Linked DNA regions of Sus scrofa: all the other regions are linked to region 3. Evidence: chromatin contacts called from public Hi-C data. All regions are on one chromosome and are shown on one strand. The core of a region is the stretch at or near the end of the contact, and the rest is flanking DNA. Distances in the headings are between cores, read along the strand shown.

What was found. A called contact is a pair of places that touch in the nucleus more often than the background predicts.
Region 1: a Hi-C map of skeletal muscle shows a contact between it and region 3, with 6 times the contacts expected there. The contact joins the promoter of USP8 here to the promoter of TRPM7 in region 3. A contact is called at or near these places in 2 of 47 Hi-C or Micro-C datasets (heart right ventricle and skeletal muscle) and 1 of 2 datasets of contacts at active chromatin or transcription factors (alveolar macrophages).
Region 2: a Hi-C map of liver shows a contact between it and region 3, with 3 times the contacts expected there. The contact joins the enhancer-like site here to the promoter of TRPM7 in region 3. A contact is called at or near these places in 2 of 5 promoter capture datasets (fetal liver and liver), 7 of 47 Hi-C or Micro-C datasets (embryonic fibroblasts, epiblast stem cells, fetal heart ventricle and 3 more) and 1 of 2 datasets of contacts at active chromatin or transcription factors (skeletal muscle).

What each region holds. Positions count from the first base shown.
Region 1 is chr1:121,374,706-121,378,306 of Sscrofa11.1, forward strand. USP8 (ubiquitin carboxyl-terminal hydrolase 8) reads right to left here and starts at 1,449. Exons shown (of 21, transcript XM_021095635.1): 1 at 1,292-1,449.
Region 2 is chr1:121,006,728-121,010,227 of Sscrofa11.1, forward strand. No RefSeq gene overlaps it. Among named protein-coding and RNA genes, the nearest start is that of SPPL2A, 59 kb to the right of the region's middle. Within about 2 kb of position 2,209, at least 4 of the 83 cell types and tissues checked have an H3K27ac peak or open chromatin away from gene starts, as enhancers often do. A contact at or near this core is called in liver, where this site is marked.
Region 3 is chr1:121,144,548-121,148,111 of Sscrofa11.1, forward strand. It overlaps TRPM7 (transient receptor potential cation channel subfamily M member 7), which reads left to right and starts at 1,546. Exons shown (of 39, transcript XM_021095614.1): 1 at 1,546-1,839. The coding sequence starts at 1,837.

The DNA of each region.
Region 1 (3,601 bases), core at 199-2,698, 230 kb after region 3:
TTCTTTCCCATTATATTCACATTAATAAAGACCATAATGATTGATAAAGTTCAAGTAAATACATTAAAAAATTAAATTCTAGAAAGATATCTTTAAAGTATTTTTGTTTTTCTGTTTTCTCAAAGACTACAATGAATACTTGTGTGCAATTAATGTATATTTATATCATTAATGACAGGTTGTTGTTGTCTTTTACTATACAATCCTTACTATCTAATTTAAAAGATGCATCTAATGTGTCACAAGAAAAGGAATACACATTTCAACATGATAAAGACATAGCACAAGCTACGGCACCTTTCAGATAAACTGATCCAGTACTCTGGGGTCTGAGAAACTATCTAAATTCATCATGAAAGACATTGAACAATGAATCAAACAGAATCTGTTGAAATACAAAATCTGCTTACACAGCAAAGCTACAGAGCAAGCCTAGAAGAGGAACACTTCCTTAACAAAAATCACTTGACATTTTTCATGGCTCCAGTAGGAAGTATTCAAAAATTAAGATGCTCGCAGATGCAGAAAAAGTAAAATCCTCAGTTCGGCATCGCCTACATCTGAAACCCTCAGAGCTCTTTAACAAATATTAAATTCCTTAGGCTCTGCAACACCTCTGTCTTCAGGTAAATTTTTTTTAGTGATTAAGTGATTTGCTTCAAGGTCACAAAATGTACTGGAGGTAAGAAACAAACCCAAAAGTGTGGTCTGCAGCTTTCTGTCTAAATTCTGGGTTCTGGTATTTTCCAAGGTGGAGTGGAGGTGAAATTAACTTGTTTCACACCTCTAGTAGAGAGGCCACATTTTAGGAAAGAAAAGATTTTACTTGGGGAGTCGCAGTTTTAGTTTTGATGAGCTCATTGATTCTTTAAACTCCTACTTGGAATTCACTAAAACCAAGTTTGACAGGATCAGAGGAAGGACTGGAAAACACTCTAGAAGGTTGTATTAAGGCCTGGGAAGATAGCCCAACAGCAGAAAATCTGAAAACAGAGGCAAGAGGGACGAGGTCAAAGTCGGACTGAGCGTTCAAGAAGGTGGAAGAATGGTCAAGGCCACCTTCTAAGACCGGAAAACCTGAGCCCACACGAAACTCGCTGGGCAACTCTAGGTGGGCACCAGCAAAGACTCAGGGTAGGGCCCTTCCTCCAAATGCGGATTCTACGTTCGAGCTGTCCCACCCTTCTCCGAAGACAGGGGTTGTCTCCCGGGTGACCAGCAGCTGGTGGAAGGGGGTTCACTGAGAAGAGCTTCCGGAGGAATAAAAACCAGGATCCAACCCCTCACTCACCTTGGCGCACGGCGCGCTTCACAAATGCCAGCCGCCTTGCCAAAGGCCCATCTCCCACCAAACCGAGGAAGAATCGCTAACCCGACGGAAGCCAGACCAGCTCATCCCCTTTTCCCAATTTGCACTGCGTTACGACGCGTCGCTGCTCTGACGTCACGCAGGGGCGGGGCTGCGCGCGCGCGCTCTCACTGCTAGTTCCTTCCCATCCCGGTCACCGCCTGTGAGAGGGTATGGGAGGGCGGAGGAGGGCTGAGGCGGATGTTTTAGATGGGCAGTATGGGTACGGACCAGGCTACGCTGAGCTGAGGCGAGCTGGCCCGCCCATCCCCTGCGCTCTGTATTTCTCGGGCTTAGATCTGTTACCCTGGTGTTACTCGCATCGTGGGTTTTGCTGCGGAGGAAGCATGGCTGCTTTTAACGCCTGAGCTACGTCTCTTCCTCTTCTAATTGGAGATGTAGGGCTTACAAGAAAAGGAATTTCAATTTCCTCTAATTCTGGCTAAAAGTTTCGCCTCTGGTAAGGGAAGAATGAACACGATCCTAAAAATCATATTATGTATGCATATAAAACGTTAACCAAAATTCTAGTCTTACAAAAACTAAACGAGAGGCCTGAACTTTTTCACAAGGTGATCTTTGTATGCTCGTAGAAATGGTGATTAAATACTCCAATTAGACCATAAATTTAAACAAATTTGGTTGGAGTTTTTGGCCGTGGTCACTAAGCTCCCAAGGACAGTCCAAGTGTCTAATGGATGGAAAAGCTGGAAGGCGGGGTATAGTAAGTGTGTTAAGTGAAAGTGTGTACCAAATAGGTGTTCAATAAATTTGTAATGAATAAATGACACCTAAAGCAACAATGTGTCACATATAGTAGTCTTTCCATTAATGTTAATTTCCTTTACATCATAATGAAGTACCTGCAAAAACATGGTAACTCTTTTAAACTCAAGCTATACACTTTCCCAAGAGATTTAAAACCGATAGAATATGAAGTATACTATACCACCTGAGTATACTATACCACTACTAACTAGGAAACCTTAGAAAAAAATTTCATAACCATGGGGGGAAAATCACAGCTATTGAGGGTGGATCTTAAGAAAGTAAACTGGGAATTCCCGTCATGGCGCAGTGGTTAACGAATCTGAGTAAGAACCATGAGGTTGTGGGTTCGATCCCTGGCCTTGCTCAGTGGGTTAAGGATCTGGTGTTGCTGTGAGCTGGGGTGTAGGTCGCAGACGCAGCTCGGATCCCGCGTTGCTGTGGCTCTGGTGTAGGCCGGTGGCTACAGCTCTGATTCGACCCCTAGCCTGGGAACGTCCATGTGCCAGGGGAGCGGCCCAAGAAATGACAAAAAGACAAAAAAAAAAAAAAAAAAAGAAAGTAAACTGGTTGTTGGTTGTTTGCTTTGTGTGTGTATGTATGTCTGCTGAGCACCTTGATGAATTTGAGTATGCAAAGAAAAAGCCAGAGCAGAGTTTGGAGTGGGAACCAAACAAAGAAGGAAGAATTTGGGGTTCTCTGAAGACAATCTTAGAAGACCCTAGAAATATGAAGTGATAAAGAAAAAAGCTCCTAAGAATGAATCAACCAATGAAGAGTCTCCTATTGTGGGCTGGCAGAAAGGTTTTAATAAATAAGACTCGTTAACATTCACATAAAGTTTTTTGTTGCACTGATGTAATTGCCCCAATTCTGACCACCACTCTCCCAGTAAGTAGAATTCCCCAACTTCCTTAAAGCATCAGTCAAGTTTGCTAAAGCACATACCATTTGCTTTAGTTTTTTTTTAAATTAATAAATTCCCACATGTGGATCAACAGGTGTGGTAGAGAAACCAGATACAAGATGAAGGATGATTCTAAAACTGAACTGAGTTGGTGAAAGCATGAAAAAACAAGGACATCTCTAGGAAATTCACAGAAATCTGGGTATGGGCTCTGGATTTCTCAAAACTAGTGGAATGAAAGTTCTTACAGACCCAGGTTACCTAGATGAAACTATGCTTATTGAATTGAATTATAAACCCTAACTCTTGTTCAAATATGTGTTGTAACAAATGAGGCAACAGTTATCTATGGTTCCTAGAATGCAAGTAATGGTCACCAGGTCTTTAAAAGGCATAGCCTATATTTGACCATAGCTTTGATCTCCACCATAAGCAGTAGTCCAAAACAAACTGTAACAGATTCATTCCTCATCCATTCAAGAAGTATCTACTGCAGATCCCATCGTGGCTCAGTGGTTAACAAATCCAACTAGGAACCATGAGGTTGTAGGTTCGATCCCTGGCCTTGCTCAGTGGGT
Region 2 (3,500 bases), core at 959-3,458, 140 kb before region 3:
AGACAGAAGACATGGATTCCAATCTCACACTGCCCCTAATTACTTGTGGGGCATAAGGGAGGTCATTTAATATTTCTGAGACTTTATAAAATGGGATAATATAACTGTCTGGCCTATTTCACAGACTTGGATGAAGATCAAATGAAATGTCAAAGCAGTCATAAACTATAAATTGCCATATCAAAATAGCAACACGCCTGTGTACCTCAGAGCCCCTGCAACACAGTAGAGACTTTCCTCCCCTTATTTTCTCTAGGTAGCTTCTTAGGAGGTTTTCTTATATTCTCATGTAGAAAAAGGTGGAAAAAAGAGACATCGTAGAAGGATGCATTTTTGCAGTGTTTACAAAGAAAATCATGTAACCATTGCAAAAATGAGATAGCTCTATACAACACATATGGAATGATGTTAATGATACTGTTAGATGAATAAACAAAGTTGCAGCACAGTGTGCAGGGTATGAGCCCATCTAAAAATTATGTAAGAATATTTTTTGGTACATGAAAAAATGTCTAGAAGGACACATTCCAATCTATTAATACCAGGATCGACTGGGGAGACTTTTATTTTTCCTTTATACATTTCCATAATATTTGAATAGTTTTATGATGAGTACATATCATTTTCATGATTTTAAATAATATACTAAAGTGAAAATCAAGGGAAAAAAGAGGTGGTCAGAGTATTACAGCCTAAGGTTAGAAAAGAGTTAGAGAAAATGCAATTGCCTTAAGTTGTTCTGATGCCTGCACCTAGAAAAAGCATGCTCCAAAATGAGGAGCAGTCAAAAAATGTGCAGTTCTCACCATCTATTATCAACATCAGGAATTCACAGAGAATATAAGAGGTAGCAGAAGGCTGAAAACAGTCAAGTGTTCTGATTTCCAAGTTGCAAAACATAAAGCTTAAGCCTGATCAGTAAAAGTCTGTAATGGATTATTAAATAGTTGGTTTGTGAATATTTAAAAAAAGCATGTGGCATTTATCAGCAGCCTACATGGACTCACAAAGAACAAACCAAGACAAAATAATCTATTTTCTTTTTGTCAGGTAGCTGAATTAGTAGCTTGGAGAAATATCACAGACTTAGTATACCTTGAAGCAAAGCTTTTCACAAAGTTTTTCACAACATCATTTTGGAAAATACATGAAATGCAAATTATTAAGTCATTCATAGCTAGATGAATATCATAATTCATATATCTGGACATATGTATCCAATAGAGTGCTGGTCTTTAGCCCCGTTCTCTTTCACAACCTAGAGACACTGAAAGCAGCCTTACTATGTTCTCCTATGGCTCAAAGATGGAAGGACTAGCCACCAGGTAAAGAATCTATATTCACGGTATTCTTAGTTTGGAATGTCAAACTGAAGTGAACAAAGGAATTAATGGGTTATAGGATGAGAATTTTCAGTTCCATGTAGGAGAGACTTTTTTTTTTTTTTTTTTTTTTTTTTTTGCACCCACAGCACATGGAAGTTCCCAGGCCAGGGATTGACCCCACACTGCAGCTGCATCCCGAGCAGCTGCAGTGACAGTGCCAGATCCTTAACCCACTAGGCCACATGGGAACTCCAAAGAGAGACTTTTTAATTACTGTTGTGCAACAATGAATTAGGCAATAGGTTCTCAGTCAAAAACATTTGGGGGAGGGTAGGAGATTTGACCACCAAATGTTCCTAAAAATACAAAATTTATTTTTTCCAACTAGAAAATTAATAACAAAAATTAATAACTAAGCACTGATGGATTTCAAAGATTGGAGAAGACAATATAGGGCATAATATTTGTTTTCATAGAGAAAACAAATCCTAAGCAGAGCCTTGAAAAGTCAGTGAATGGATATAGATGCATGAAATAGAGTAGGTCATTTCAGGATATCATAAAGCATGAAAGCAAGACTAACATGGCATTTTCCAGAGTTGGAAAGTGACTGACCTGGCTAAGGCTTTGGTAAGAGGAAACAGGCCAAGGCAGAATCATGAAGAATCTGAAACCAGGGAAGAAGTTTATACTTTGTACAATAGAGAAGGAATCAGCAGTAAGTTTCTGCTTACACACACCAGAAACCAATTCTGGCAAACTTCAATAGGGAAGTTTTTTGGAAAGATGCCAGGAGTTCCCAGAATCAATGAGAGGGCTGGAAAATCAGGTTTGGAAACATTAGAAAGCAAGGTGGCCTCCAAGGGCTAAAAAGCAGGAAACAGAAGAGTAGCCTTAAAGCATGCCAGAGCACCATGCTAGTGTGAATGAATACCCACTTATGTTTGATCTCTTTATCACACTGCTAACAAATCAAATAGAGGGATATACTGTTCCGAAGCTCTAGTTTGGGTCACATGCCCTTCTCATAGCTGAAGAAGATGAATACTGGATTAACAATTTTTCCAAACTATATCCCCAAAATGAGAACAGACAACTCCCCAAAAGGTGTTGAGGTGTGAAAGAGAAACAAATGCTGAGCAGCCAAAAAACAATGAAAGCTCATTATTAGCACCACTGGAGGTTTGGAGCAAGGTAGCATTGTGATGAAAATAGTGTTACAGAAAGATTTGGCAATTTGCAAATGGACTAGAGGAATGAAAATCTAAAGTGGGTGGATGGTGAATAGGTGGGGCACAGATGATTTTTAAAGCAGTGTAATACTCTTCATGATATTATAATGACAAATACATGTCGTTATGCACTCATCTAAACCTATAAAATATACACCACCAAGAATGAACCCTAATGTAAACTATGGACTTTGGGTGAATATGATGTGTCAGTGTAGGTCATCAGTTGTAAACAAACAACCAAACAAGCAAAAATACCAATCTGGTAGGGGATGTTGATAATGGGGGAGGCTATGTATGTGTGGAACCAGAGAATATATGGGAAATCTGTATCTTCCTCTCAATTTTTCTGTGAACCTAAAACTACTCTTTAAAAAATAGTCTTTACAAATAATCTAATGGCTGTTGGTGAGTTCTCCAGATTTAGAGTGTGGCAATCAGAATAATATAGCAATGATGGTCAAAGTAAAAGCATTAAGTTGTTTTTGGGAGGTTTTATTTGTTTGTTTGTTTTGGCTGCACCCACACTGCAGTTCCAACCTGCACTACCACAGCTGCAGCAATGCTGGATCCTTAACCCCGGCACCACAAGGAAAATTCCAGCAGTACGTCTTGATAATTGCCTGCTTATTAAGGGATAGGAGAGAAAAGATTCAAAGATGGCTATATATTCCTGTTAGAGACTGAAAGAATGATGGTAGGATAAATAAGAAATCTTGGAAAAAGCAGAATCTAGTTTGGAGGTGAAGATAATACTCATGGTGTTGAGTTTAATTGATGGTAAAAGTGTGTGATATGAAATGAGAAGAGTAGGTAGTACAAGAGGATTTGGTTGGAAATGGAGGATTTGGCATGGAGAAAATGATTGAAGTCAAATCAGGCTCTCTTAGAGAATAAAATGGTAAGCATAAATGGTAAAAATTCTCCTCCAAATAGTAGGGAA
Region 3 (3,564 bases), core at 296-2,795:
CAGATCTGGCATTGCTGTGGCTCTGGTAGGCGGGCAGCAACAGCTCTGATTAGACCTCTAGCCAGGGAACCTCCATATGCCGTGGGTGCGGCCCTAAAAAGACAAAAGACAAAAAAGAAAAGAAAATGGTTGCTTTACAATTGCTGTATCCCTACTGCAACTGTTGTTGAGTTTGCTTGTTTATTTATTTATTTATGCATTTTAGCAGAAGTTCCCAAGCCAGGGGTCAAACCAGAGCTACAGCGAAGGCCTACCCACAGCCACAAGGGATCCCAGTGGAGTCTGCGACCTACACCACAGCTCACAGCGCTGGGTTTTTTTTTTTTTTTTTTTTTTTTTTTTAATGATTTTTCCCCCCATTATAGCTGGTCCACAGTGTTCTGTCAATTTTCTACTGTTCACCAAGGTGACCCAGTCACACATACATATATACATTCTTTTCTCGTACATTATCATGCTCCATGGTAAGTGACTAGATACAGTTCCCAGTGCTAAACAGCAGGAGCCCATTGCTGATCCATTCCAAAGGCAATAGTTTGCATCTTAACCCACTGAGGAAGCCAGGGATCAGACCGCATCCTTCTGGTTATTTCTAGCCAGGTTCTCTACTGCTGCGCCACAATGGGAACTCCTGTTGTTGAGTTAATAATCAACAAAACGTGCTTCCCAAAGTTTCTAAATGTAAATGCAACACTGCGTATTGCATATATTTGTTAACAAACGTAAAGGACAAATACAAAGACGAAATTGTGGGCTAATCACTGACAGTTTTCGGATTGCCCCAATTTTTGTTTTTGTTTTTTTAAAATCCTAATTCTCCTCTCTACAATTTGGGGGGGTGGGGTGGGGTGGGGCGTGAGGGCGGGGAGGAGAGCTCTGAGAGGGAGAGAGGATGGTAGAACATCACAGAGGGTCGGACGGAAGAGAGGAACTCGAAGTTTTTCTGGAGTGAAAAAGCAACACTTAGTAAACTACCACTAACAGTCAATTCTGGGCTGGTGTGATAGCAAAGGAAAAGGAAAGAAAAAAACCACCATCTTTGGTTAAGGCACGTGAGGTGTGTGTGCCTGGGGGCGACATCTCCGGAGGGAGAGGATAGGTCCTATAGTTAAAGTCAGAAGAATTTTAGCTGGCACAAAGAGTGTAAACTAGAGGAAGAACAAGAATTGGGATGAGAAAATTTTGCATTTCGGACTAGGAGAGAGTAATATTTAAGGCCTCTACCCCCGTGCACAGCCAACAGACTGGGGAACGCTGCGCCCGAGCACAGGCAGAGGCCAAGTCCGGTTAGCGGAAACCACTCGCGGCTCGCAACTAGAGGGCCTGGAACCTCAACCCTAAACTACTACTTCCTTAAGTTCCGCTCCCGGGAGGTGACATAGAGTTTTCCGTAAGTCCCGCCTAGGTAGCCCACGGAGATCAGGGGAAGACCCGTAGCGATGGCGGAGAGAGGCTCATGCCCGGCGCATGCGCGCGGCGCGCACGGAGGCGGTCTGGAAGCGCGGGAGCGCGCGCCCTTCACGTGACCCGGCCGCGGGGGGCGACGCACACGACGCGCCTCTCACGTGGTCTGTCTTCAGCCCCGTCGCCGGCGGAGGCGGGCGCGGGCGCGTCCCTGTGGCCAGTCACCCGGAGGAGTTGGTCGCACAATTATGAAAGACTCGGTTTCTGCTGCTAGCGCCGGAGCTGAGTTAGTACTGAGAAGGTTTCCCTGGGCTGTCCTTGTCCGGCGGCCTCTGCTGCCGCCTCCGGAAACGCTTCCCGATAGATGGCTACAGGCCGCGGAGGAGGAGGAGGTGGAGTTGCTGCCCTTCCGGAGTCCGCCCCGTGAGGAGAATGGTACTAGCCCCACGAAGGCCCCGGCGAGGGAATGGTCCTGGGGGTTGCAGGCAGGGAAGGGGGAGGACTCGGCTGGCGAGTGTGTGCGCGGAGCCACTCTTCCTGGGGCGAAGAACCCTCCAATTTCCATGAAGCTTCCGGACTGGCCCTGGCGGGACGGGAGTGCAGGTCTTTCGCGGGTGAGGGGCAGGAAGCAAGTAGCAAATCTAGCCCGACTACTCGTCGCGGGATTCCCCTGAGCGGAGCCTGGGCTCCGGCCCCTCGGGGCGGCAGAGGCGCGAGCCCGGGAGGACCTGGCTGAGCCGAGCGGCCGCAGCGCGCCAGACGCAGCGCTCAGCTTCCAAGCTCCGCATCTCTCGGGAGCGCGTTCCTCCTGGCGCTTGTTACTGGCAGATAAGGGAGCCAAACGCTCTGCTCAAATTCTGCATGGAAGGGGAGGTCTGGCAGGGAACAAAAAAAAGAGAGAACACGAGGTTGGAACTGTGCCTTGTTTGCTGCGCAGTGTATACTCCACAGGTACATTTTCCTCTGGAGTCCGAGAGAAGGGATTTGACGATATTGACGCTAGATCTGGTTTGGAATTTTCTTTAGCAAGAGTTAAGGATTTTCTCGGGACGCTACTGTGGGTACCGAGGCATTTTGTGGTCTGGATTTATGTCGAACCACCTCATTCGTTGCCCTAGAGAAGGGTTGATCGTGTTTTAAACCGAAGATGCAGAGAGGGATGAGGCGCATTGCAGTTTTTGATAGGGATTTTTATTAAGGCTAGCAATAGAATTAGAAGATTTCTTCCAAAAAAGTCACTTAGATCAGAGACCTGAAGAGCGGATAGGTAGGTGTTCCTGGTCAGTACTTGAACTAGATCGGCTTCATGCAAACAATTCTCCCTCTGCTGGAGTCTGGCAGGTTTACTTTTCTCTGGAAACTAATTCAAGTGCCATACAAAACTGAAACCACGAATATACTTTAAATAAATAGTACACCTTCCATTGTTTCCCACCTTTTTTTGTAATGTAAAGGCAGTAAAAACGTCTTTTTACTTTATTTCATAATTTTTAAAGGAATTTAAGTTTTTCTACCGATGCTAAATTTTAACTTTTGTTTCTTAAGTGAATTTCAAGGGAATCTTTTGTGGGGGGGGAGTTGAATCAGAGTGCCTTCTATTTAAAAAAAAAATCAATACTGACTCTTCAGTGATGTGTCTAGTTTTCCTTTTTTTAGGTGGTGTTTAGTGTATATTTGAACATATCATGTAAGTATTCTGAAAAAATTTAGACACGTTAGAAAATGGAAATGAAGATGATTCATCATCTTCAAAGCCATTGCTAGCAAACAAATGACTTTGTTCCTGATGACTTTGAAGTAAAAGTCAATTTCTTAGTCTTACCTCAGGTGCTTTTCTTAAGTCTAACCTCTTAATGTCTTGCTATTTACGTACTTTGAAATCTAGCCTTCAGAAATTAAGATGTTATTTGAGTTTCTCTAGTGTTTGCTGTCTTCCCAGTTATGTCCACTCTTTTATAGCAAATGCACTCTCAATATATTTGTAGACAACGTTGTTGTTTGTACAGGGGGAAATTCTCACTTTAAAACTTGAAGTTAAAAATCTGATTTCATTTTTTACATTGCTTTGGTCCTGACTGCTGTTGAGTTGTGTGATTTTTCCTTACAATTTCCAATTAAATTATAGGGAAACCTTTGGATACCCTAAGACTGAGATTCTCC